Linked DNA regions of Mus musculus: regions 1, 3 and 4 are each linked to region 2. A link is a contact called in public HiChIP or PLAC-seq and promoter capture Hi-C data. All regions are on one chromosome and are shown on one strand. Each heading gives the region's core, a stretch centred on a gene start, on an enhancer-like site or on the middle of the called end of the contact. The rest is flanking DNA. Distances are from core to core; before and after follow the strand shown.

The links. Promoter capture Hi-C pulls out the DNA fragments that hold promoters and counts their contacts. HiChIP or PLAC-seq counts read pairs in DNA pulled down with a chosen protein or histone mark.
Region 1: a contact with region 2 is called in a promoter capture Hi-C map of embryonic stem cells, with 4 times the contacts expected there. The contact joins the promoter of 2410003I16Rik here to the promoter of Donson in region 2.
Region 3: a contact with region 2 is called in a promoter capture Hi-C map of pre-B cells, with 3 times the contacts expected there. The contact joins the promoter of Dyrk1a here to the promoter of Donson in region 2. A contact is called at or near these places in 4 of 39 promoter capture datasets (erythroid cells, liver, neutrophils and 1 more) and 1 of 115 datasets of contacts at active chromatin or transcription factors (large pre-B cells).
Region 4: an H3K27ac HiChIP or PLAC-seq map of embryonic stem cells shows a contact between it and region 2, with 6 times the contacts expected there. The contact joins the promoter of Morc3 here to the promoter of Donson in region 2. A contact is called at or near these places in 6 of 39 promoter capture datasets (the 3T3-L1 cell line, hippocampal neurons, liver and 2 more), 3 of 115 datasets of contacts at active chromatin or transcription factors (astrocytes, embryonic stem cells and large pre-B cells) and 2 of 9 other capture datasets (adipose tissue and liver).

Annotation. Positions count from the first base shown.
Region 1 is chr16:94,007,847-94,014,047 of GRCm38.p6, reverse strand. It overlaps 2410003I16Rik (a long non-coding RNA gene), which reads right to left and starts at 3,393. Exons shown (of 4, transcript XR_003951876.1): 1 at 2,937-3,393; 2 at 2,538-2,615; 3 at 1-2,193. It also overlaps a transcript of Cldn14 not described here.
Region 2 is chr16:91,684,611-91,691,203 of GRCm38.p6, reverse strand. It overlaps Donson (downstream neighbor of SON), which reads left to right and starts at 2,476. Exons shown (of 10, transcript NM_021720.1): 1 at 2,476-2,797; 2 at 3,329-3,409; 3 at 4,834-5,037. The coding sequence starts at 2,492. Cryzl1 (crystallin, zeta (quinone reductase)-like 1) reads left to right here. Exons shown (of 13, transcript NM_133679.2): 12 at 455-500; 13 at 1,289-1,882. The coding sequence ends at 1,388. Gm10785 (predicted gene 10785) reads right to left here and starts at 2,306. Exons shown (of 6, transcript NR_040389.1): 1 at 1,924-2,306.
Region 3 is chr16:94,568,776-94,575,254 of GRCm38.p6, reverse strand. Dyrk1a (dual-specificity tyrosine-(Y)-phosphorylation regulated kinase 1a) reads right to left here and starts at 5,049. Exons shown (of 12, transcript NM_007890.2): 1 at 4,721-5,049.
Region 4 is chr16:93,828,279-93,834,528 of GRCm38.p6, reverse strand. It overlaps Morc3 (microrchidia 3), which reads right to left and starts at 2,408. Exons shown (of 17, transcript NM_001045529.3): 1 at 2,181-2,408. The coding sequence starts at 2,219. Gm30881 (a long non-coding RNA gene) reads left to right here and starts at 1,437. Exons shown (of 3, transcript XR_876266.3): 1 at 1,437-1,678.

The sequences.
Region 1 (6,201 bases), core at 2,144-4,643, 2.3 Mb before region 2:
GCTTCCAGGGGCAGAATAGAGCATCAGCAACTAGGCACAAGATGATTGGCGGAACAGTGCACCCTTTAAACTGAGTGGTCTTTAGGGAATGAGGTGACAAGGACTTCCCTTGTCTGAAGGTGGACAACAGTCCGTCCTGAGGAATGTGTCCCCACCCGCAGGTCAGTTCCCGCCCTGTGGTCTGAGAAATGTTAATTGGCCTCTCCCTTCTGTAGAGGCAAGTGTTCCATGACCTTCCCAAAGTTCCTAAGCTGACCTTTTCACCAGCAAGCAGCCGAATAGAGAGGGGACTCCGGGGAGTCTTCTGAAGGACCCGGCAGGCAGAAGGGGTGTCCTGTGTAGAAAGATAATGAAGCAAAACCCAGGTTTTCTTCAGTCTGTCCTTGATCCGGAGCAGGAGGATAGCAAGAGTAACAACTTGTCCCAGAGTTGGCCACCTTTGAAGCCACATAGCCTGGATATTTCCCATGCTCTCCAGTCTCAGCCACACCCATGCTCTCCAGTCTCAGCCACACCCATGCTCTCCAGTCTCAGCCACACCCATGCTCTCCAGTCTCAGCCACACCCATGCTCTCCAGTCTCAGCCACACCTTGATCAGAGAGCTTTTTCTGTAAGACACAAAGTCCTCTCAGTTTGGCAGTTCCTCAGAAAACTGGACATAGTACTACCTGAGGACCCAGCAATACCTCTCCTGGGTATATACCCAACATGTAAGAAGGACACATGCTCCACTATGTTCATAGCAGCCTTATTTATAATAGCCAGAAGCTGGAAAGAACCCAGATGTCCCTCAACAGAGGAATGGATGCAGAAAATGTGGTAAGTTTACACAATGGAGTACTACTCGGCTATTAAAAACAATAAATTTATGAAATTTGTAGGCAAATGGATGGATCTGGAGGATATCATCGTGAGTGAGGTAACCCAGTCACAAAAGAACCCACATGATATGCACTCACTGATAAGTGGTGATAAGAAGCCCAGAAGTTTGGAATACCCAAGATACAATTCACAAACCATATGAAACTCAAGAAGAAGAAAGACCGAAGTGTGGATACTTCAATGCATCTTAGAAAGGGGAACAAAACACCCATGGAAGGAGTTACAGAGACAAAGTATGGAGTAGAGACTGAATGAATGATCATCCAGAGACTGCCCCACCTGGGGATTCATCCCATAAACAACCACCAAAAACAGACACTATTGTGGATGCCAACAAGTGCTTGCTGACAGGAGCCTGATATAGCTCTCTCCTGAGAGGCTCTGCCAGTGCCTCACAAATACAGAAGTGGATGCTCATAGCCATCCATTGGACTGAGTACAGGGTCCCCAATGGAGGAGCTAGAAAAAGGACCCAAGGAGCTGAAGGGGTTTGCAGCCCCATGGGAGGAACAACAATATGAACTAACCAGTACCCCCAGAGCTCCCGGGACTAACCACCAACCAAAGAGCACACATGGTGGGACTCATGGCTTCAGCTGCATATGCAGTAGAGGATGGCCTAGTCGGATATCAGTGGGAGGAGAAGCCCTTGGTCCTAAGAAGGCTCTGTGCCCCAGTGTGGGGGAATGCCAGGACCAGGAAGCAGGAGTGGGTGGGTTGGTGAGTGGGAAGAGTGGGGAGGTTGCTTTTCCGGAGGGGAAACCAGGAAAGGGGATAATATCTGAAATGTAAATAAAGAAAATGTCCAATTAAAAAAGAAAAAGAAAAAAAAAAAGACATAAAGTCCACTGGCTTACTCTGACGACCAGGCTGCCCACCCCAAGGTCACTCAGAACTCAAGGCCATTCTCCTTGTAAGTGGGTTTGCATCATCTCTCCCTTAGCCCAGTCTCCCCAGGTCTAACCTCAAGCAGTTAAGCACATGGGCTGAGAGTCTGTCATTTCAATCACCCACTCACTGTAAGAAAGCCAAGGTGATACGCAAGGCTTTGTGGTCCTTGGCTTGCGGTTGGAGGATGCTCCAGCATCTTTACACTGCTGCAGAGCTGACAGCTCACACGGGATTCCAGGAAGCCGTTCGGCTGTCTTTTTGAGAACTGTGGAGTCCTGAGGTTTGGAGGCTCCAAAGCAGGTCTTGTTGCTCTGGGACCAAATTTAAACTCCAACAGAATGGAATGTCCTATCTCTAGAGACTTCCTTTCTTGGAGATTTAAGGTCCCTTCCTAACAGATGGTCTGTTGAGGGCAGAACCTGGGTCAAAGACAAAGTGGTGAATGTCGGATTAGCAATAAGAAACCTCACAAAACACACTAGGATGCCTTGAAACGCATAGGTAGGGAAGGGGGAGGCGAGCAGAAACTGAGGACCACATTTGACTTTGGGTGTAATTTCTGCACCCCCCGCCCCGACATCACCCCCCCCCTCATGTCCCTCCCCCACGATCCAGCCTGGTTTTTACTTCACTCTCCTGCTGCCTCTGTGACTTCAGTGACTGCTTTCCCCATCTGTTCCTCATCCTGTCTCCTGCCCCCTCTAGCCCCCCCTTGTCCCCTACCCCCCCTACCCCCGCGCAGAAATGGAGCCTTTCTCCCAACCTGTTTCTTTCTGCTGCTGACCCATTGCCACGGCAACTCTGCAGCGCAGCAACATACTTCCTCTTCCAGTTCTTGGCACTTCAGAGTAAAAGACAAAAAAAAAAAAAAAAAAAAGTCTGCTGCAGTGGTGCAAATCTCCCCCTTCTTCAGTGTGTTCACTCAGAAAGCACAGCTCAGCCCCTGTTTCTCGCTCCTAATCTCTGCTTCTCCTTCTGAGATTTATAGCTCAGATATATGTCTGCCCCTTCTTCAAGCTAGCTACAGGCTGGTGTCTTCATCCATCACCCTGCCTGCTATCCATCTCACACCGTGGTCAGTCCTCGAGGGCCTGCTGCACCGGCTCACCCTCTTCCCGTTTGCCTGGTGCGTTCCTTTTTCCTTTCTTCTTCTCCTCCTCACCTTAGTTCTCTTCCTCCTCCTTTTTCGTCTTCTTGCTCGTTTGTTTGTTTTTGAGACGGGGTCTTACTGCGTAGTTCTAACTAGCCTGAAACTCCGAGATCTGCCGGTCTCTCCATCCTGAGTGCTGGGATTTAAGGTTTGTGCCACCAGGGCCAGCCTCCTTGCATTTTTCTAATGGAAATTTTACACCTCCCCAGAGGACAGCAGTGTCAGGCACCTGCCTGGCCACCTAACATGGGTGAGGTGGGGTGGGGAAGAGTCCTTGTCTTTTCAGCAGCATCAGGCACCTGCCTGGCCACCTAGCCTGGGCCTCCTTGTCATCTCAGCAGCATCAGGCACCTGCCTGGCCACCTAGCCTGGGCCTCCTTGTCTTCTCAGCTGTTTGCCGTTGCACATAGTTCCCAGAGGGTGTTGGGAGGAACAACAGTCCCAAAGAATGGTCTACCAAATGAAGCACCATTCAGTAAAGAAATTGTTTCCTTAAACACACGGTCCCTAAAGACAAACAAGCATAGAGCTCGTTATTGGGGTCACATGGGCAAACATGCCTTGGGGACAGTTCATTCTGTGTGTCAACTTGGTTGGGCATGATCCAGATATGAGTCCAAAAGTTATCCTGGATGTTTCTGTGAGAATGTTTGTTTCTGTCTCAGGGCAGGCAGAAACCTGGAGGCAGGGGTTAATGCAGAGGCCGTGGAAGGGTGCTGCTTACTGGCTTGCTCGCCATGGTTTGCTCAGCCTGCTTTCTTATAGAACCAGGACCATCAGCCCAGAGATGGCCCCGCCCACAATGGGCTGGGCCCTCCCCCATCAATCACTAATCAAGATATCCCCTGTAGCTGAATCTTACCGAGGCACTTTCTTAATCAAGGCTCCCTCCTTTCAGGTGACTCTAGCTTGTGTTGAGTTGACATAAAAACTAGCCAGCACAGTTAAATCGATACAGTAGACAGCAGAGGGCATTATGCCCATGATGTAGGTGGCCTCATTTCGTTAGCTGGAGACCTAAATAGACAGGAAAAAAAAAAAAAACCCACTGCCAAGGGGGTACTCTGTTTAGGGAATGGTCTTGAAGTCGAACCACACTATTGACTCTCTGAGGGACTTTAATTAGTATATGTGCATGTATGAGTTAGTCTGTGCTCCTCAGCTAGCCTGTGCACCTGTGCGCTGTCTGTGGAGATCAATATCAAGTGTCCCCCTCAGTTGCTAGCCACCTTACTTTTTGAGAGAGGGTCTCTCACTGAGCCAGCTTGGCTGCCGGTTGGTCGAGCTCCGGAATTTGTCTCCCTGCACCCACCCACCCGGGGGTGACAGGCATGCATAGCCATGCTCAGCTTTTTCTTTATGCTTGCACGACAGTTTACCCACGAAGCACTCTCCAGGTCCTTGTCTGTCAGTATTTCTAAGCTCACTTTAAAGATCAAAACAGGCACAAGACACATATGCAAGGTCATTCATAATGGGGAACAGAGCTGGGACCCAGCTGGCCCGTGTGCCTGCAGGCTGCTTAGCTTCACAATCTGCCTGCCTTTCCCTGGTGCCAGGGTGGAGTCTCTTATACCAAAGTGTCTTGTGCATGTGGTATTGATAAGCTTGGGTAGTAGGTAGACCGAGTGGCTGAAGAAACGGGAAGCAGTGTGCATGCCCAGCCTTAAGCAAGTGTGGACTAATGTGAGTCTTGTCTTCTGCTGGACAAGACCTATCTAGACCCCAGGCTTCAGTGGAGATGAACACACCATGGAGGTGACCTGGGCAGTGACCAGGTGATGGGGGACAATTCCCCTGGCAATAAAGTCATTTACAAGTTAATCTTTACTTTCAGTCTCTCTGTCTTTCCCTCTCAGCCTTGCTGTGTCTTCCCCACTCACCTAAGGAGACACTTCTTGTGTGTGCGTTTCTTCTTGCCACCTGGACAGAGCTGCCTCTCTGGCCACTTCTGATCTCATCCTTCTCTAATACAATCATCGATCCATCGATCGATGCCACCCCTTCCACCAACTGTATTTCTTCCCGGAACCGCCTCACTGCCTTGACTTTCCTCTGGCTATTTTCCCATTTCTTAGTACTGTTCTCAATCTGAGCTTTCTTCTGAATTTGGACACCAAGTGTCACCAGCGGTGACGGGCAACAATGAGGCCTAAGAAAACAGGTCATTTGAGCTGCAGAGACGTCAGGGAAAGGCTCTCAGGACTCGATTGGCCTTTTGTTAGGAGAACAGAGACTTTATGAGCCGGCTGAGCGAGACACTGGCCCCTTTTTAAAAAGGACAGAGTCGGAATGGCATGTTCTGAAAGGGCAGCGTTGATAGCTGAAACTAGGTGCGCCTCAGGCCGGGGCTGTGGGAAGCCCGAGCATCTTGGGCACCAGCAAAGTTTCTAGCAGCCTTGGGAAGGAGAGGAAAGTCAGGTGGATCTGATTGGTGGGAAAGGTGACCTGGGGAAACTTGCCCTGTGGTTCATACAACCTGCCAGGCAGAAGCAGGAGCCAGGGGCACCTGAGCAAGAAACCCCATAAGATGTTCAAGTGGAGTTCCAGACAGGCACCTGGATATAGTTCTGGACCCGGAGGGGGACGCGTCAACACTGTGAGTACCGTCTCTGACGTTGGTTGGGTATTTGTGTCTCTCTCCCCATCACGGACAGTCCAAATTGTAGGTGGGGCGGTGGGATGGAGGAAGGTGAGAGAGGAAAGACACAGAAGGAGGGAAGGGAGGAGAACCCATGTCTCGGTGAAGCAGATCAGGCTGGTGATTAATTCTCTGACTTGCTTTAGTAAGTGATTATGGGTACCTAGAACCTGCAGCCATTAGTGTATCCAGCCGAGCTCAAGGGAAGACCAGAGAAAGACATGGAGATAGAAGGATTGATTTGGGTTATATTGGCTTGGCTTTCATGGCCATTGCTGGCCAGATTGGGTCCAGAAAACAGAAAACCTGATGTGACTGAGACTCTCCACTGATGTCTCACCGTAATGTCCACTGATGAGTTGCACAGACACTCATCCGAGGGTCATCTCACTGGAAAGGGGGTGGTGAAGTTATTTGTACCCCAGCAGCAAGGCAGCTTCTCTGTTCAGGCAGGAATTAAAACCAGGTTTAAACCCAGAGGTTTAGTTAATGATCCATAAACCAATGTGACTTGTGTTTGATAATGTCTACGCTGACGAACGTTGCTTAGGTTCTCCGTGAGCAAGGCCTCCAATCCCAGGGCCATCTCTGTTAACAAACATGACCGCAGCAGCCAGATGCTGGCGGGCTTGTTCT
Region 2 (6,593 bases), core at 1,227-3,726:
TTAAAACTGCCACAAATAGATGCATATTAACTTGTTTTTTTTTCTCATTTTTGAAACAAATAAAAGAATTTATGGAAACAAGTTGAACCTGTTACCAACCGGATCAACTGATGAATGTTAACTCCCTGTGAGAGCTGAAATGCTGACTATACCGCGTGCATAATGCTTAAGTGAAGAAGACCATGGCACCCCTGACCAGCTCCGTGCTGACTGGCTGGCTGGCTGGCTGGCTGTCCTTACCACTCGCCTTCCAGCGCTTGTGTTCCTGTCACACCTCAGATACTGCTAATCATCCCGTTGCTCTAGCAGTGACTGACAGTTTTAGTAGCTGTGGTGCCACTTTGAATTTGAAAGTGCAAAGCTATATATAAAGAAAAAGGAGTCCTGCCCAGCATCTTGAATGGTTTCTTTACCCCTCTCTGCTAAGTTGAACCTTAACAATCCTTCCATTTACGTATCTTAAAAGATGTGATGGAGAAGTTATCAGCTGGTGTTTTCAGGTATGCTAAAACAAAAAACTAAATCATCATTTTTCAATTCTCAAAGACATAAAGAGTTTGTATTCATTCCAATTTTATGGTATATCTAGTACTTGTATATATTTTTTTTAATTCACTGTAGACAAATAGCTGTTCTTTCATGTTTCTCAAAATGTGTCTGCTTGTGCACCTGTGAGGATTGCCACAGAGAGAGGATCTTGTGCTTTTTCTCCCCCACACCCCTACCCCCATTCTGTTGTGTGTCTCTCCTTTCTCCTTCCCCTCTAGCCAAAGAATTTGAAATAATTCAGAGCTTGACAAGGTTGTTTAAATTGGGATTTTATATCAATTATAAAGTAAGAATTAGATAAAGGGACTGAGTAGTATATTTTTTCTTTCAAAACCTAAACACTTTTAGCCCAGTGTTGTGGCACACAGCTGTATTCAAGGCACTTGGAAGGCTAAGAGTCATGAGTCTGAGGCCATACTGGGCTAGCTAACAAGACAAACCCAGTTTTAAAAAAGAAAGAAAAGGGGGGAAATTACTACTTCTTTAAGCCACAGAAATATTAATGAATGCATTTGTAATTTCTGTTTGGATTTTTCTTTTTAAGATAGCTATCTAGCTCAGGCTGGCTGACCAGCAACTTGCAGAGGTTCACCTGCCTCTGCCTCGCCAGTGCTGGGATTAAAGGCTCGAGCTGCTTGTGTTAGATAAAGGAAAATAAGCAAATGTGTGGTCTACTGCATCCTGCGTGCTGTGCTCCTCTGTGCCTGTGCCTGACATCTCGAATCATTTCCCTCCTCAGGCCTCTGCTCGATGAGCCCATCCCACTGTATGAGGCAAAGGTTTCCATGGAAGTTGTTCAGAAAAATCAAGAAAGAAAAAAGCAAGTCGTTCAATTTTAATTCTCTTCCCTGATCTCAGTCGGATGCACCCACACCAGTGGGGGAAGCCAGTTTTCTTTGGAAATTGTTGAGAAAAACCAAGGACGATAAAGCAAGATTTTATATTTTTAAGCCTGTTTTCCTGCCACAGTAAGATGTTTGGTTATTTGACATATTTGAAAAATACTTCCAAAATTAATGTGCAAACAATCCAGATAATTTTTTTACCATCTGAAGGGGACATTCCAAAAGCTTCTTTTAGTTATTGTATCTGTACACTTTGCCTCTGCTATAAAATTCTTTCCATTAAGAAAACTGCTTTCAGCAAAAGCTACACTATTCTAGCAAATACATCTGTCACATGCTTTTGCTATACCAAACGTCATTTGATTTTGTTATCAACTTCATTCTCAACACCTTCCTTAACAAACCGTTGATGCCATTATTTTAGCATTTGTACTTTCCGACTTCAAAGTATCTAATCCACTGGCATTTAAAATGTTTTTAAATATTCATTCACTCTGAATTTCTCCGAGATCATACGGAATCATAGTACCTGGTCCTGTAGTAGTGACGGCATTTGCATAGAGGGCTGCGGTGGTCGGGCACTGGGGACAAGGGTGGAAGAGTTGGCCTGCGGCTAGCCTGAAGCTGGCGGACATTTCCCCCTCGTGGGTACTGTGTTGAGCTCGGCCCATCACCGTCTCTCTCAGAATGATATTGCGGCTTCTCACGGAGAGAAGTAACTGCCCATCACCACCAATCAATGTGTTGTTTGCTGTGCATTCATGCTCCGTACCCGGGGCTGACACTACGCCCGCTGCCGAGTTGGTACTGTTAATCCCTTTTCCGAGCCCTACCGGGTGCCGCGCGCCGCCGTCGCGTTCTCAGCGACGCCGACCTCGCAGCAGGAGAGCCGCGAGCTGCGCGCGCCCGGCCGGAAGCGGCCACCGGGAAATCTGTTGGGCGGGGCGGCACGGCCTGGCACGCATGCTCCGTCGGGGCGGGCCCGTGGCGGGGCGGGGCCTCAGGAGCCTCCAGTCCGTGAGCAGCGCGGGGTCTGGGCGGGGCCGGGGCGCGCGGGAAGCCCCGGCAGGGCTGCGGAGCTGCCTCGGTGCTGCGCAATGGCTGTCTCGGTGCCCGGCTACTCGCCTAGCTTCAAGAGGCCGCCTGAGACCGTGCGGCTCCGCCGGAAAAGGTCTCGGGACCATGGTGCCGCCGTGCCCGCCTCACTGCCGGAGCCCGCGCCCCGCCGCGCCGCGCTGGCGGCTGGGCTGCCCTTGCGCCCCTTCCCGACCGCCGGCGGCAGAGGAGGCGCCGCCGCGACCATCGCCCGCAGGAACCCTTTCGCTCGCCTGGACAACCGGCCGCGAGTCTCGGACGAGGCCAGCGAAGAGCCGCTCCGCGGTCCTCAGGGGGCGTCGGGCCCGGTGAGTCTCCGCGTCCCGCAGCCGGGCGTCAGGGGTGGGAATGGGCGCGAACAGCCGCCGCAGGCTGATGTCCTGAGCTGGGGCGGGGGAGGGGGTGGCTGCCCTCTCCTGTAAGAAGGACTTAGGGATGGATACCCAGGAAGGTGGCTCGAATAGTCCTCCGAACTGTGATGGAAAGCCACAGAATCTGCCTTCTCACCATCCTTTCAAGACCTTTTTCTCAGGCACTTGAAATTACTGTGGACTGTTGAAGATAAATCGGGTCAGAATTTACAAATGTTGGTTTTACTCATAAAGCTTTTTTGGAACTTTTGGTCTAAGATTTTTGTATCAGTTATTAAATGCGTCAAAGTCTGGCCTTTCCTCCCGTTTAGATAAGTTCAGGCACAAATCTGCAATGAAACATGGTACTGTATGGATGTGAGCTCCCACTCACTCTCCTGAGAACCTGGTGTGCCAGGTGAGCCCTTACATAGTTCACATTCCCTCATCGCTTAGGTTTTAAAAGGACCACTCTTTTCTTAACCTCAGCTTCTAGATTCTAATGAAGAAAATAACTTGCTGTGGGAGGACACATCATCTCATGAAAGAACTGGCACGGAACTGTCCCAGGTACTTTTAAAAATTACATTTCTAGTTTGTGCCACAATTGTGTGTGTAGAGGCCAGTCCCTCCACTGTGTGAGTAGAAGGATTGGACTCAGGTTGTCAGGCAGGCCAGAAGCAAGTGCCTCTACCTTCTGAGCCATCTCAATGGCTCACTCTAGGAAATACTTTCAAAGGGCTGAATATAATGTATATTCTAATAAACATACTTCTCAAAAGCTTTTCTCTTGAAAAAATGAGTTCCAGGAATGAATTCAAAGTCTGGGACTGAACCTCAGTTTGTAAAATGCTTGCCTAATGTTCAAAGACCTCAGGGCTGGATCCCCAGGAATTCCATGAATTACATGGGACATGATGCTGTACACTTAGAGCTGTCTCACTGGAGTGAAGGAGGGATTGCCAGGCCTTTGATAGCATCCTCAGATGCAGAGACAGTTGAGGCCAGCCTGGGACACATGAGAACCTTCTCTGAGAAGAAAAGAGAAACTTGAGAGTGATTATTTCTATACAGGTGTTTTGATACTAGACATGGGCTCTGGTGGCCAAAGCCTGCTTTGTGCTGGGGATCAAGCTCAACACTTCCCACAAGTTGAGAAACAGTCTGCCCTCCCTTGCTCATAGTTACAGGTAGATGCATTTTTCCCCACTGGGAACAGGCTGAGAGTGCCCAAGATTCATGCTAGTGTTCACATAGTCAGCTTCTCTGACAGGATCTTTGTATGATGTTCCCTAAGGAAGTCCTTCTGGAGTGGACAATACGGACTTGTGCAGCTAGTTGACTATAATTGTTTTTTCTTTGTATTTTTTTTAAAACTGAAGGTAATGTTTTTAAAACCCTTTAAAAGTTCTACCAAGATGGCTAAGCCTAAAGAAAGAGCTGTTGTCTCTATACTATTGTCTCAGTAGTTCTGAGCCTTACAAGATACTTTTTAAATACTAAGAATGTAAGTGGGCTTAGAGGCAGAGGCAAGTGGATCTTTGCATTTGAGACCAGCCTGGTCTATAAGAGTGAGTTCCAGGAGAGCAAGCGCCATGCAGAGAAACTCTCTCTTGGGGGGTAGAGGATGGGTACTGGAAACATTTCTACTTTGCTGTCTGTAGTATAGAAATATGAAAACTCAGAAGTGAGCCAGGACCCTCCAGCCCCGCCCCACCTGGCTTTATTCACTTATGTCCTCTCGGGTCAGTTCTCTTCCTCCGACTCAAACTGTCAGGCTTAGTGGCACGTGCTATTACCCAGTGAGTCATCTCTGTGCTCTGAGACCTCTCAATAGCTTAGTTTTCCTCCCTCTCGACTTGTCAGGTATAATCCATTTTTAATATTAGACCATTCATAAATTTTGACATTTAGCAAACAGGAGTAGAACTGATAAGTCTTTATTAAAAGGTTTTCCTTGAAATAGTAATTTTTGTGTTCTTTGTTTTCCTAAGAGTCAACGTGTATCGTTGTCTGAATCGGACACTTGGTCGTCAGATGGTACTGAGTTACCTGTGGACTGGAGTATTAAAACCCGACTCCTTTTCACCTCTTCTCAACCCTTTTCCTGGGCAGATCATCTGAAAGCACAGGAAGAAGCCCAAGGACTTGTCCAGCATTGTAGGGCAACAGAAGTGACTTTACCCCAGAGTATACAGGTAAGTCTGAAATGAAGGAGCCTGAGAGGAAGGGGTGTGTGTGTGTGTGTGTGTGTGTGTGTGTGTGTGTGTGTGTGTCTGCGTGTCTGCACATTGCAGGTATCAGGACGACAGAGTCTAAGGATCTAGTTTTGTGTCCCAGTCTTTCCTTCTCTGCCTTGTTGCCTTGAAACAGGAATTGTATGAGCTTAGGGCTCATTTTCTTTAGCGAGTCTGGTGGCGTGGTCAGCCCAGCAACTCTCCTGGCTCCACTCTCCTCAGTCCTGAGGTGACAGTCAGGCACAGGATAATCTCAACTTGTTGCCTGGGTCCCGAGTTCCAAACTCAGGTTCCTGTAATGCTGTTAATCCAGCCCCTGTCAACCTAGGCTAGTGTTCAAATGAAGTGTAGAAGGCTCTTTCCTTCCTCAACGTAGCATGAGCTGTTCTTCTGACATGTGCAGAGTCCAGAAGTTGACGTCATTTCTCCCGAAAGGTACTTTCACTTCCTGTTTGTCAGGTTAAGAAGTGCTCAGTACAGCTAGAGACTGGAGATAAAACAGTATCGTAGACAGGCAGTGTCCTCTCTAAACCATCCTTTTCTTAGGTTTTTAAGAAAACATAGACAATTGAATTACAGTAGCTGATGAAGTTTTGCTCATTGTTTGTTGTTGGTGTTTGTGGTTTTGTTAAGTTTGTCGGTTTTTGAGACAGAGTCTTACTGTGTTGTGTAGCCCTGTCTGTCTTGAAACTCACTTTATATACTAGACTAACCTCGAACTCACAGAGATCTGCCTGCCTCTGCCTCTCAAGTGCTGGGTATACTGTGGTTCTTAATAAATTAAATAATAAATGAGTTCTAGAATGGCCTCAGAGTAGTTTAATTGCCATGAAGCAGCTCATGAATGCAGACTAGGTTATAACGGTTTGCTGGAAATAGGGCTTGAGATATATTTCTGGATAAATAGATCAGGACAGTTTGTACTTAGTGGGGTTCACTACTTTTGAGGTTGCATGCCCGGGGGAAGAATGCTCTTCCCGGGGGTCGGGGGGACTTGGTGCTGTCCTATGGGAAGAGTCCTCCATGCACACCCCTCTTCCAATCATCCAGTAGCTCGCCATTGTTCTCAGGGAAGGCAGAGACAGAATGTCCCATCTCCACGAGTGTGCTCTCTCCAGTGCGGGGTCAACACACACTTTGCTGTTCAGAAAGCAAATGTGGGCTGCATTTTAACCTCTTAGCAGTTGCTAAGGTCTCCCTTGTAATTATTGCACTAAGAATTCTTAGACTGGGTGGCAAAGGTGGCTCAGTGGTGAAGATAGAACACTGCTCCTCCTGAGAGAGGACCCACGTTCCCACTGCTCAGAGCTCCAGCTCCAGGCCTTCTACTGGCACCTATAATATACTACAGGCAAACAAAAAATTAAAAATAAAAATCATTTCTGGGGAGTGGTGAGGGTGTTTGAAGCAGTCTTTCCACATAGCCCTGGCTTTCCTGGGACTCCTTATGTAGACCAGACTGGCCTCTCGTAGGCCATCCTTCCTCCTAATTGCTGGGATTAAGGGTGTGTGCCATT
Region 3 (6,479 bases), core at 3,800-6,299, 2.9 Mb before region 2:
TGTACAAATTCATTCTTCTCACCAGACTACAGATAGATAGATAGATAGATAGATAGATAGATAGAAAGAAAGAAAACAGAAAAACAGATCCAACAATATATCTGGGCAATCTGAGTTTTCACTATAGCACAAAGCTTAATGGCCAATACTGAACAGTGACTGTTCAATAAACTGCCTTATTTCCAGAGATTTCTTCCAAAATATTTAGAAGTGAACAAGTAATGTTTAATTTTCCTTCATTCCACCTATCTATAGAAGCAAATTCTCAGCCAAATAAACAGCCACCCTTCCAAAGGCCACAAATCCCAGCCTCCTGTGCAGCTAAGTATGGTCACATGACTAGATCTGACCACTAGCACATGTGTGGGGAAGACCCTGTTGTCCAATGGAGAGGAGACAGACAGATATTAAAGGACTAAGTGTATATAAATCAGTTGTGACTCACCCTACAACCATCAGCAATAAAGGTTGTGGAAGGAGAAAGCCCTGCTTGGCTCTAGTGGGGAAGCTGAGGGAGAATGCTTGCCTCATGTGTGTAAAGTCCTAGATTTAACTTTGTGCACAGCTAAGGGGGAGAGGGGCCAGGGGGTGGGGACAGGAAAGGCACCCCTGAGGTAATGATGCAGAGGAAGAAGAGTGAGTGTGTCTGAAAAGGTGACAGGGAAGAGCAGAGAAGTATCATCTGCACAGCAACATGACAGCTGCCAACCTGCTGTCACAGGGGAGGACACCCATGCTGAGCCTGAGTCCTGAGATCACGCCCTAGAAGTACTTGAGGAGCCTCAAGGACTCTGAACCCGGTGTCTCAAAGCTCTTGGAGAAATGGAAGGCAGTGTCAGCAACCCATCCAGACACACCCAAGACACAGCCTTAGCCATAAATCCCACTAAATATCTCTAAGTAAAAAAATCAACTGATCACTGAAATTGTTTTGTTTTTTTCAACTTTAAAAAAAAAAAAAGGAAGAAAAAAAGCTAGGGGTTGTGTGACTATGACAATGTTGTTTAAAGAAGAGTTGATGCCTTCCTTCTCTACGCTGGTTTCATACCACTTCAAACCATCACAGCAGGTTCCCACCAAGCAAAGTGTCTCAATTATGAGATTTCCATTTTGTATGATGAAATGACTCATCAAGACATGACTTTTACATGACTCCTGCATATCACACACACACACACACATATCCCTAGTCAAAAAGTATTTCTTGTCAAATTTTAGTTTATTAACAATAATAACATACATAAAAAATCATCCTTGAGAAAAATGGCATCTCTTCAGAACTAACTGCCAAGAATCCAGCATGGCTCCTTGTCAGCACAAATCTGCCTTGGTAGACCCACAGCAGGTTAGATGTCCAACGTTAGGTTTGTCTCTCAACCAAGAACTGTAACTCACTACAGAATGCTCAAATGAGAATTTCAAAGCCAAAATATAACTTTAAAAAGCATAGCTGTTTAATACAATGTACTTCCAAGTCAAATTTTGTTTTTATATGTCAATATGAACTAAAATTTTAAAAATAACACTTGCCTGCACTAGCTAATGTGAACCTTTATTTTAGTTACATGAAACCTGCATTCAACTCTCACGTACCCAACAGAAGACTTTACACTCAACAGCTTAACATTATGAAGTTGAGGTGAAGCATAATTTCAAAAGATTCCTTCATTTAGGGACAACTTTAGGTAACTTAAAATAATTTAATAAGTTTTTCCAAGTAATTAAACACCAATTTTTAATCCCCATATTTTGTAATCCCACCCTATGCGAGCACTGGGTTATGAGTTCCCACAGACTGTCTTGCCATCAAACATGACAATGGGTAGGACAGCACAGGGTCCCTGCCTTCAGAAGACATACCACTCCATACACTACTACTCTGGTCCTACAGCTGTGACAGGCAAACTGTGAAGTTACAGGTGACCCTGTCTGTTATGTCCAAGCAAGAGATCTGTTCCCAAGTCGAAAGTAGACAAGTACAAATGGAGGAAACCCACCAAAACACTCAACACAAAATAGAGTGTTAGGGCCAAGTTACTGTCTAGAAATACCACAGAATTCTTAAAACTAACAGCTGCAAGTGCTGAGCCATGTTCTTGACAGACTTTCTGGAAACTTGTGGTGTTTGCTGGGTCTGAGGGCTAAGCTCCTTCTTGAGAGGTAGAAGAGAAGTTACTGGGAAGAGGGACACTGGCTGGCAGGTGCGAACAAGAGCATCCCCAAGTAGCAAGAGATTCAGAAATGAAGCCCTCCCTCCCTCCCGCCCTCCCTCTAGGAGTCCAACTATGTATACTATGTAGCTATGTCCTGCAGTACAAAATGATTCTTGGTCATCCAAGATTCTATACAAAATTTCTTTCTGGAACAGACATTTGCCAACCATAAACTCTGTAACATCTCTGTGCTATTTAAATTTCTATTAAAAATGGTTTAAAGTAATACCCAAAGTAAACACATACAGTATTTCTTTCCTTGACAGTTACATAATAACACCCATGACAGAATTCATGCCATGTCTGAAACAAGCCATCTTAGCTTTACCCTCAGTCACTGCACTGCACAGCACAGACTTGTCACACTGTCAGTCACTCCCATCTGTGAGTCACAAGCACAGGAGTCCAGCCACGAAGAAAACTCAGTGACAGAGTAGAACTCTCAAGTGAGACTTCTCTAGCCAAGGGTCTTTTTGACTATCCATGTTCTCGTGAATGGTATTTTATTTTTCAACTCCTAGCACATAGCAGTGGCATAGCACAGAGCATAGAGGTTACAATTTTAACAGGTCACACACCAAAGTGTCTTCAAGAAGCTCCACTGGCTCAGTCAGTCAGTTTCCTATCCTTACAGATAACAACCATCCCTTCAACTCTGCTCCTTCAAAAGACAACAAAATCTTCATCATCCACCAGGAATACAAAATGTGTGTCCTTGCCTTACAGACACAGGAGCAGCCCTTCTAGAACAATTTCTGAGCTTATGCCTCTCTGAGGTAAATACAAACTTTCTGTTGCCATTTTTACAGAGTACCTGGTATAGACGCTGACAAGAGTTTTAACTTTTTGGACAGTACCACAGACACCACCGCCGTGCTAGGGCAGAAGCTCCGAAGGGCAGGGTGCTGTAAGACAAGCACCCTGAAAATCCACATATGCAAATAAATCTTCTTAACCACTATTCCTCTGAAACCTTGACAAGTGAAATTTGAGCTCCTGTCTCCCACTTACAGTCTATTTAAAAATGTAATTCTTTAAGACAATTAAAAAAAATTTAACAAACAAAAAGTAAGATAATTCCACTACATTAACATCTCAAATCAAAATACCTAATAGTTATTCTTAACGTGCAAAGTACAGTGTCAAAAGAGAAATGTAAGTATTTAAATAAAAAATAACTTCACACCAAACTTTATGACTTATCAATACGCAAAAAGAACTCTACACTGTAACAGTTAAACGCAAAGAACAAAATGCACCAGTGGTTTCAATTCTTCCACTGAAAAACAGACTAGTTTACCTGGGGGGGGGGGGGCATGACAAGTTTCATTACAGGGGCTCATCTAAACTGTACTTCTGCAAACCCTAAATTAACTCTACCAAAACCTGTACCCAAACAGTCTAGGTTACAGCCCTGAGTCATCATACAGTACTTAATAATAAGTTAGGAGCCAATGAACAGAAAGCCAGGCTAACAACTGACATAGGCCTCCTGGAGTACTGGCTGTATGACCTTGGACTAGTCACTGCCCACCTCTAGGCTCAGTCTGCTCATCTGTAAAATGGGCAGCATTTCCAACTGGGAGGTTATTCGAGGTAATATATAAAAGGCCTTGCACTAATCTATGAGTGTGCAAACAGTTACAAGGAATATTTTCTTGGGATTTGGCAGAACTCAAGAAGCAAACGATGCTGCACCTCGACGACAGGAGTCACATAATCTAGGGCTGGGCAAAGACAAGACAAGTCATTGGAGTCACTGACTCACGAATTTTGCCATTTTTAACTATTTCGGGGTAGGGAGGGGCCTCTAGCTTAGTGCTGATATTCAGCAGCTCTGGGGCCTCTGGAGCCTGAGTGGGTCTGAGCCTATAAATAGATGTTGAAGTTTTGAGGCGATACACAGGTCTCCATTCTAATTCCAGTCTCCTCCCGCTGCTATGCAGGTCACCCCGGCCCCTCCGGTGCCCTGGGTGGCCCGCGCTCGCGGCCCGACTTCCGAGCACACCAGGTCCCCAGGCCCGAGCGCGGGCCCACTGGGCCTCGCAGGCAGCAGGCTGCCGACCTTCGCCGGCCCGGCCCGGCCGGGCCTTGCGTCCTCGCCTCCCGGCCGCCAGCCCCATTTTCTGATCCCGTGCATTGTCCTTGCCCAGAACCCCGGCGCTCCGCACGCCGGTGGGGACCGAGAGGAGGGACGAGGGAGGAGCTGGGGGCAGAGGATGAGGAGGAAGAGGAGGAGGAGGAGGAGAACAGCCTCCTCCCCTGCGCCCGGGCAGCCAGTGGAGGTCTGGCGCCGGCCCGGCCCGAGGCAGCGGGTCCCACCCGCCGCAACTTTCCTCGGGGACGAGGCCTTCTTCCCCGGGCCCCGGGCCGCCCGCCCGCCCGCCCGCTCGCTCCTAAGATGGCAGGTCCCTCCCTCCCTCCGCTTGAGGCCTGGCGAGCCCGGCTCGCAGGCCCCGAGAAGCCGCGCGCTGGGCCGCGCCGCGCCGGGCGGGGCGGACACTCACCGGGACGATGGCGGGGCGCTCGCGCCGCTCCCTCCGGTGAGTCTCAGCCTCGAGCTCCCGCGCCGCGCTCCCGCCGCGGCCTCCGCAGCCAGCGCCGCCCCGGCCGCCTCTCTCCGCCCCCGGCGTCCCGGCTCCGCGCCGCAGCCGCGCTGGCTCAGGGTCCGTCGGGCTGGCGGGGCCGGCGGCGCCCGCGGCCGGGGAGGCAGGCGACAGCCCCTCCCCGGCAAATACCGCAGTCCCCGGGCCCCCGAGTGTCGGCGGCGGGGCCCGGCCCGGCCCGGTGCGGAGGGCGGCGGCGGCGGCGAGGCCGGGCGCCGAGTGGCGGCCGCTGCCGGCCGCTTCTTCCCGACGAGGATTTTTGTAAATCTCACAAAATGGCGCGCGCTCCGAAGCTGCGCAGCGAGCAGCGCCGGGGCCCGAGCGGCGGCGGCGGCGGCGGCGGCTCCGCCAGGAGAGCCCGGACCGCCCGCCCCCGATCCCGCACAGACACTCGCGCACACTCACCGCGCGCACACTCGCCCTCGCACACGCTCCCTCACACTCACACCGGTCCCGCCCGCTCGCCGGCGGCGGCGGCGGCGGCAGCGGCAGCGGCACCAACAGCAGCAGCAGGAACAGCAGCACAAGCGGCGGCGGCGGTGGCGCCCGCACCCCCGCTCGGGGAGTCCGCTTTCTCAGCCCGACCTGGGCCGCGATCGGCAGCAGCGACGGCAGCAGTCTCCCCGGATCCCCCCGCCGCGGTTGCCGCCGCCACCCCCGCCTCACTCCAATGGGGCTTTTTATTATTATTCGGGCGGGAAGCGAAAGGGTTTAAAAAAAAACCAACCAACAAAATGGCGACGGACCGACCCGGTCGCTATAGCAACTGTCAATCAAAACGCAAAACCCCGGCTGACGTGCTGACGTCCTCCGCCCGCCCCTCCCGGCCCCAAGCCGGCGGGCGGGGCCTGTTGCTCGGGTAACGGCAGATTCCGTTCCCTCCTTCCCCTCTCTCCTCCGTCCCCCAGCCAACCACCCAACCCCCCTCAGGTCACGTGAAGGATAAATTCGGAGCTCGGGCCCGCTATGAGTGTCAGAGGAGGGCGCGTGATTCGCTCGGGGGAGGGGAGTGGAGGGAAGGGAAGGGAAGGGACGGGGGCGAGGCGGTGGCCTGCCGGTGCGCGAGCGAGCGAGCGAGCGCCTGCCGCCTCGCGGCCGCCTCGCCCCGCCCCCGCGCTCGCTCCCACGCCGACTGCGGCCGGGCCAGCGCGCGCCCCCGTGGCGCAGCGCGCTCCCGCGCCGCGAGCCCGCAGCCCCGCCCGCGCGGCCCGGGAAGGAAGGGAAGCGGAGGGCAAGCCGCCCACCTCGCGGCCCTGGGAGGCCGCCGTCGCGAGCCCCTATCCCGACCGGGCCCGCGCAGGCCTGGACGATCGCTGGCGTCCGGCTCACCTCCGGAATTACGCCCGCGGCTGCAGGCGCGCGGCCGCCACCTTACTCGGACCGTGCCCGCGCGCGGGCCGCGCAGAAACTTTCCAGGCTGGGCACGCTCCCGGGCGCCGGTTCCCCGGCTTCTCCATCGGAATGCCCAGCCAGCGCCAACCCCAGGGCTTTCGGAGGGGGTTGGGGGGGGGGGTTGTTTTTTGTTTTTTTTTTTATTGTTACCTGTCCTAAGTCACCTCGGTTTCCCGATTCTTAAATTTGCCCACTTGGCCTTAACCGTCGAATCTTCACCGGAATTCTGCCTTTCGGTTTTTTTGTTTTGTTTTTTATTCTACTGTCT
Region 4 (6,250 bases), core at 1,159-3,658, 2.1 Mb before region 2:
TTTAAAGAAATAGCATTTGTATTTTATTTTTGGTACTGCAGTAGAACCAAGGGCCGTAGCACATGCTAAGTGTGTGCTATATTACACTGGGATATATCCCTGACCCAAAATAGAGACTTCAAATACTTGTGGCAACACCTAAGGCTAACTGTCATGAATGGAAGTTCTCTAAAGGTCCATCTGTACTGAGGATCTTGTATATGTTTGGCTAACCATAACATCATGATTGAGAAATGGAATGTTGTATGACAGCCAAAATTCTCTTGAGCTATCTTTAGTGCCCTCAAGTGCTGGAGTTGAACTTGGGCCCCAGACATGGCGGCAAGTACTCTCCCACTGAAACACAGCCCAGTCCTCTTTCCTTTTTATTTTGAGACAGGTTGTCTAGGCTGGCCTTGAACTCACTCTGTAGCTCAGGCAGGCCTTGAATTTGTAGTCCTACTACCTCAGCCTCCACAGTGGATAAAATTACAGATGTACCACAAGGCCTGACTTCTTAGTCTCTCTTAAGAGCTACTTACCATCAACTCTGTATTTGACCTAGCATCCCTTTGCTAGGTAAAACTCTCAAATGTATTGTTGGGCCCAGCAAAGATCTGCCTGCTTGCTACCTGACCCCTCCAGCCAGTACTTCTGCAAATGTACTCATCTATGCATTTATTTTGTTGTATGATTTAGGACTTCTATAAGGCTGGGGATACAGCAACATAAAGAACATTTGCCTGGCAATCAGGAAGTCAGCCACTTGTTGGGTAACCCAAGACACACACTCACCACCACCGCCACCCCCATTACTCACAGGAATCTAAATCCTGTTCCAGGACCTTAGTCACTCATAATTGACACAGGATAATTTCTATCACTATCCTGGGAATAAGAACTCTTTTGGCGCCGGGCAGTGGTGGCACATGCCTTTAATCACAGCACTCGGGAAGCAGAGGCAGGCGAATTTCTGAGCTCGAGGCCAGCCTGGTCTACAGAGTGAGTTCCAGGACAGCCAGGGCTACACAGAGAAACCCTGTCAACAAACAAAAGAGCAAACAAACAAACAAAAGAGCACAAATTGCTCTTACAGAGGACCAGGATTCAGTTACCAGCACCCCATGGGCCAACTCATAACTAGCAGTGAGGGTTCAGAAGTCCTCATCTTCAGGTGCATAAGACACACACACACATAAACTGTGTGGGGGGAAACCGTACTAACAGGCAATTTAAAACAAAACATAACAAAAAATGTGAAGAATACTCAACCTCACAAAAAAAAAAAAAGGCAGACGCGATAAAACTAGGTAACACTTCATGCACACTTGGGGCTATCACATCCCAAATGACGGAAGTAGCCTAATGAATGGACGGAGACCTGCATTCTTGAAGAGCACCTACGGGAGGTGCTTTAACCTCCGGAAATCCTTACCGCTCGCCAACGAAATTACATAACACAGTAGTACCGCTTTTTTTGCCTTTGAGACAGGACTTCCCCTTGTCTCCCTAAATTGTCCTAGAATTTGCCTGCTTCGGTCACCCGAGCGCTGGGGATGCCAGGCATGGGCCACCGCAGCCATCCTTCAAACATCAAGGAAGTAACTTTCCCCGCTTAAGACCTCAGGGCCGGCAGAGAATAAAACTTTGCAGGAATCATCAGGTGAAGCCACGCCCACAATGTTTTGGACCCGAAAGTGTAAGTCCTTTTCTGCGACCACTCCCAGCCACCTCCAAAGGGTTTGCCACCAATGGGCTCGGCCCGAAAAGGCAGGGGCATGCCAAGCAAGCGGAGGAGATGAGTCCTAGCCTCCGCTCCTCCGAGCCGGGACCGACAGGGACGGACGCGTGCAGGAACCGCGCTGCACCGCAGCCCACGCCGCCCCGACGAGGCCCGGCGGCTGCTCCCGGGGCGGGCGGGTCGCGGAGGGCGCGGCTCCCACAACAGCTGTCGGGCGCCGCAGAGCCGGAGGGAGGGAGGGAGGCCGCCTCGGCTTGCCCCGAGATGCCGCGAGCGCACCGGCCGCGCGTTACAGCCGCTCCTCCGAGCGAGGAGACATGGCGGCGGACCCTTGGCCCCGCCGCGACCTCCCGGCCGCCGCGCCAGCCCTTGAGTCGCCGCCGCCCACTGCCACCTCCTGGCTGGCCCGCCTGCCCGCCCTCCTGGGACCCGGCCCGCTCCTCCCCTCGCGGCTGCTCACCGCGCTGAGGCGGATCCCGGTGGGTGGCTGCGCCGCCATCTTGAGTGAGCTACAAAGCCAGGACCGGCCTCGGCCGCAGCCCGACTGGGAGGCTACGAGTCCGCCGCGGGCTTCAACGCCCCGCCCACTTCCGGGGCGGAACCGACAACACCAGGCCACACCCACTCATTTCCGCCTCGGGCAAAGGCGAATTAGGATTCTCAGCAGAGGCTTGCCCGAGCGGGCCTGACCTGCTGCGCGCGCAGGACCCAGGCGTTGGGCGCATGCGTAGGTGAGCGGGCGGGCGCGAGCTCCTCGCCTCGCGTAGCTGGACCTTGAGATTGAAGATTGGCGCGAAGAATGATGTGTAGAAGCTAGGCAAACTCTGATGAAAATCGCACTGCAAAAGTGTAATCCATGGCCGCTGGTAATGATGTTACTGGAATCTTACAGGACAAAATGAAGAAAATAATTACTTTTTGGGTTTGCCTGAAAATCATCAGCTTTTATCCTGGTAGTGGTAGCGCACGGACACGTTAATTCAGTGTGTGTGGAGCCCGGTACTGCAGCGAGTAGCATGTAGAAATTAGTCAAGAAAGGGATGCTAAATAGTACAAGTAAAGAGAAGGTTAAAAGATTTGCAAGAGTATTTACTGCAGTCTTAACGATAGTCATATTTTTATTTATAAAAGTTCAGACGGGCAGTGGTGGCGCACGCCTTTAATTCCAGCACTTGGAAAGCAGAGGCAGGCAGATTTCTGAGTTCAAGGCCAACCTGGTCTACAAAGTGAGTTCCAGGACAGCCAGGGCTACACAGAGAAACCCTGTCTCGAAAAAAAAAAAAAAAAAAAAACAACAAAAACAAAAAAAAACTAAACAAAACGAAAAAAAGTTCAGTTCATCTTCTGCTGATAAACAATTTAGTATCCTTTATTATAGACCGCTGTCTATTAAACACTACAGTATGGGATGGATCCTCTCCTTTTCCTACACGTCAACTGTGTTTTCTCTTCATATTTTAACTGTAGGCTTGTAAAAACTTAAATACTTTTAAATTAATAAGGGGATGTAAAATTAAAACCTGTGGTATTCACTGTTTTTAAGAGTGAATAAGAGGCACAAGATAAGCAAAACTGGTGTCTAGTCTTGCAGAACAGGTGGCTGTCAAGACAGTTGAACCATGATGGCCGGTCAGTGAGCCGTGCAGTCAACCTAGAGAGTGTCAGCAGCCCAGGCTGCGCAAATTCTCCACTGAACTGCAAATAGCTTAGTCTAGAAACTCCCCTGTGGATTTGACCAGAGGTTTGTTCCCATGGGGATTCTAAATCTTGTCAAGTTGACAGGATTAACAAGCAGGTCAGCCTTGTTTTCCTGTTTCATCCGAGTCTGGTTGTCTTTGCGGGGAAAACAGTGCCTAGGGTGGGACAAATACTTGTTCATCAGGGAAGAGGATTCCCCACGGGATGCAGCTGAGGAAAGCCTGTCTCGCCACATTTTCTTGAGATCCACATAATCGCTTTGTTTTTCTTTTTGAAAGAGAGCCTCCTGTAACCCAGGCTGGTCTGCTTTGTACTTGAGGTTGACAAACTCCTGACCCTCTTGCCTCTATCTCCTAAATCCTGGGATTATAGATGTGAATCACTACCACACCTCCCTGCAGTATTTTGTTTGTTTATTGTTGTTAAACACACGTAAACTTCACCTTTTAAAGGTCAGATTAGGGGCGTTCAGTGTGTTCCCACAATGGAGGTCAATGCAGCCATCCATCTTCCACTCTCCCCTTTCGGCCCCTAATGACTACCATGCAACTCTGCATGGATTTAAGTGAAATCATGAAATATGTAGTGACACGTGGTAGGCTTTTTCTCTCCCTTGGTGAGGCAGATATAGGCCAATTTAGATCAGATTAAAAGTAAATAAAGACAGGTTGATTAGGAGGCAGCTCTTGGGTGGGTTCAGTGATCTAAGCCGCACATCCAGGGTAAAGCAAGGGGGTTTATGGGTCTTGTGCGCGGGGTGATGACGTCTGGGATTGTGCCTATACATAGTCAAAAAGACCCCGTGTGTGGGCAGCTCCCAGTCAGAGTGATGACATGTTAGTCTGGAGTTTTTTTCTTAAATCGCAGGGGGAGTTTTCTCTGTGTGGGCGGGGTCAGGGGAAGGAGGGCAGACAGGGTTTCCCAGGTTGTGCAGGGGCTGAGCAGGGGTTCCAGCCTAACAACTAGTTTATCAAATTTAGCGTAATGACTTCATATCAGGACATGTCTCAGAAATCGACTCTTTTTTTTTTTTTTAAGATTTATTTATTTGAGTACACAGTCGCTGTCTTCAGACACACATCAGATTCCATTACAGATGGTTGTGAGCCACCATGTGGCTGCTGGGGATTGAACTCAGGACGTCTGGAAGAGCAGTCAGTGCTCTTAACCTCTGAGCCATTTCTCCAGACCTGGTCTCGGCTTGTTGTTGTTTTGGGTTTTTAAAATTATCATTATTCTTTGTGAGAGTTTATTTCTTTTGTGCATGTGAGTGTTTTGCCTGAATGCGTGTCTGTGCATCACACGTGTGCAGTGTCTGAAGAGACCGGAAGAAGCTGTTAGAAGCTCTGGAAGTGGAGTTACAGTGGAGTTACAGATGATTTGCGAGCTGCCCTATGGGGGCTGGGAACCGGAACAGGTGCTCAGCGTGAACCGCCAGCGCTATTAGCCATCGGGCACCTCTCCATTCATGAATTCTGTTCGCTTTAAGAATGTGGGACTTGAAGCCGGTAGCGCACTCCTTTAGTCCCAGCACTCGGGAGGCAGAGGCAGGCGGATTTCTGAGTTTGAGGCCAACCTGGTCTACAAAGTGAGTTCCAGGTCAGCCAGGGCTACACAGAGAAACCCTGTCTCGAAAAAAAAAAAAAAAAAAAAGAATGTGGGACTGGAGAGATGGCTCAGTGGTTAAAAGCATTGACTGCTCTTCTAGAGGTCCTGAGTTCAAATCCCAGCAACCACATGGTGGCTCACAACCATCTGTAATGGGATTTGATGCCCTCTTCTGGTGTGTCTGAAGACAGCTACAGTGTACTTACATATAATAAATAAATCATAAAAAATTTTTAAAAATGTAATATCAGTGTACTAGTGAAGACTCGATGGGCTTTTCATGACCTGGTCCCTGTCCCAATTCTTCTTTCTTGAGGAGACATGAAGGAACATCTCCTCACTGCAGAAAGGCCTTCTGTGACAGAGCCAAGTAGGAGACACTGAAAGGAGCTGTGTCAGTGCGAACAGAGGAGGGCTGGAGAGACTGCTCAGCAGTTAGGAGTATGTGCTGCCTTGCAGAAGACAGTCTAGGATTCTGTTACCAGCATCCATATGGCAGCTCACAGATATAGCTTCAGTCCAGGAGACCCAGCACACTTTTCTGACCTCCCAAGGTACCAGACATTCACAAATTGCAAATATATACATGCAGACGAACATTCTTGCATACAAATAAAAGTGCATGTAGGAGAGGAGACGGAATACCTTCCTCATCTGGGCGTCATAACATCCGGGGATAGGTGCTCTGCAAACATGCTGTAAGGGTCATAGGTCTCCTGTCTCAGAGGTTTTTGCTTTCTCTCTATAGTTGGCTTAGGGTTTTATTGCTGAGAATACAAGCCATGGCCACAACTCTTATCAGTGAAAACATTTAATTAAGACTAGCTTGCAGGTTTAGTCCGTTGTCATGGTGGGAAGCACGGCATCATACGGGCAGACGTGGTACTGGAGAAGTTGCTGAGAGTTGTGCGTCTGGATTCACAGGCAGCAGGAAGAGAGTTGAACACTGGCTTGGCTTGAACATCTGCGACCTGAAAGCCCACCCCCAGTGATGCACTCCAACAAGGCCACTCCCTAATGGCATGTGGGGGGCATTTTCATTTGTACCACCACAGTAGTCCACCCCTATTCTTGGAAGTGCTTTCCTTTCTTAATAGATGGACCCTCAGAACATCCTTGCTCTTTCTTTGAAGCCTCACCCATTTCTGCCATGCGGCTCCATTGCTAGGTGTGCCTGCCTCTTTGGACCTAAGTTCAAAGGCAACTGGACCAGTAAGACAGCTC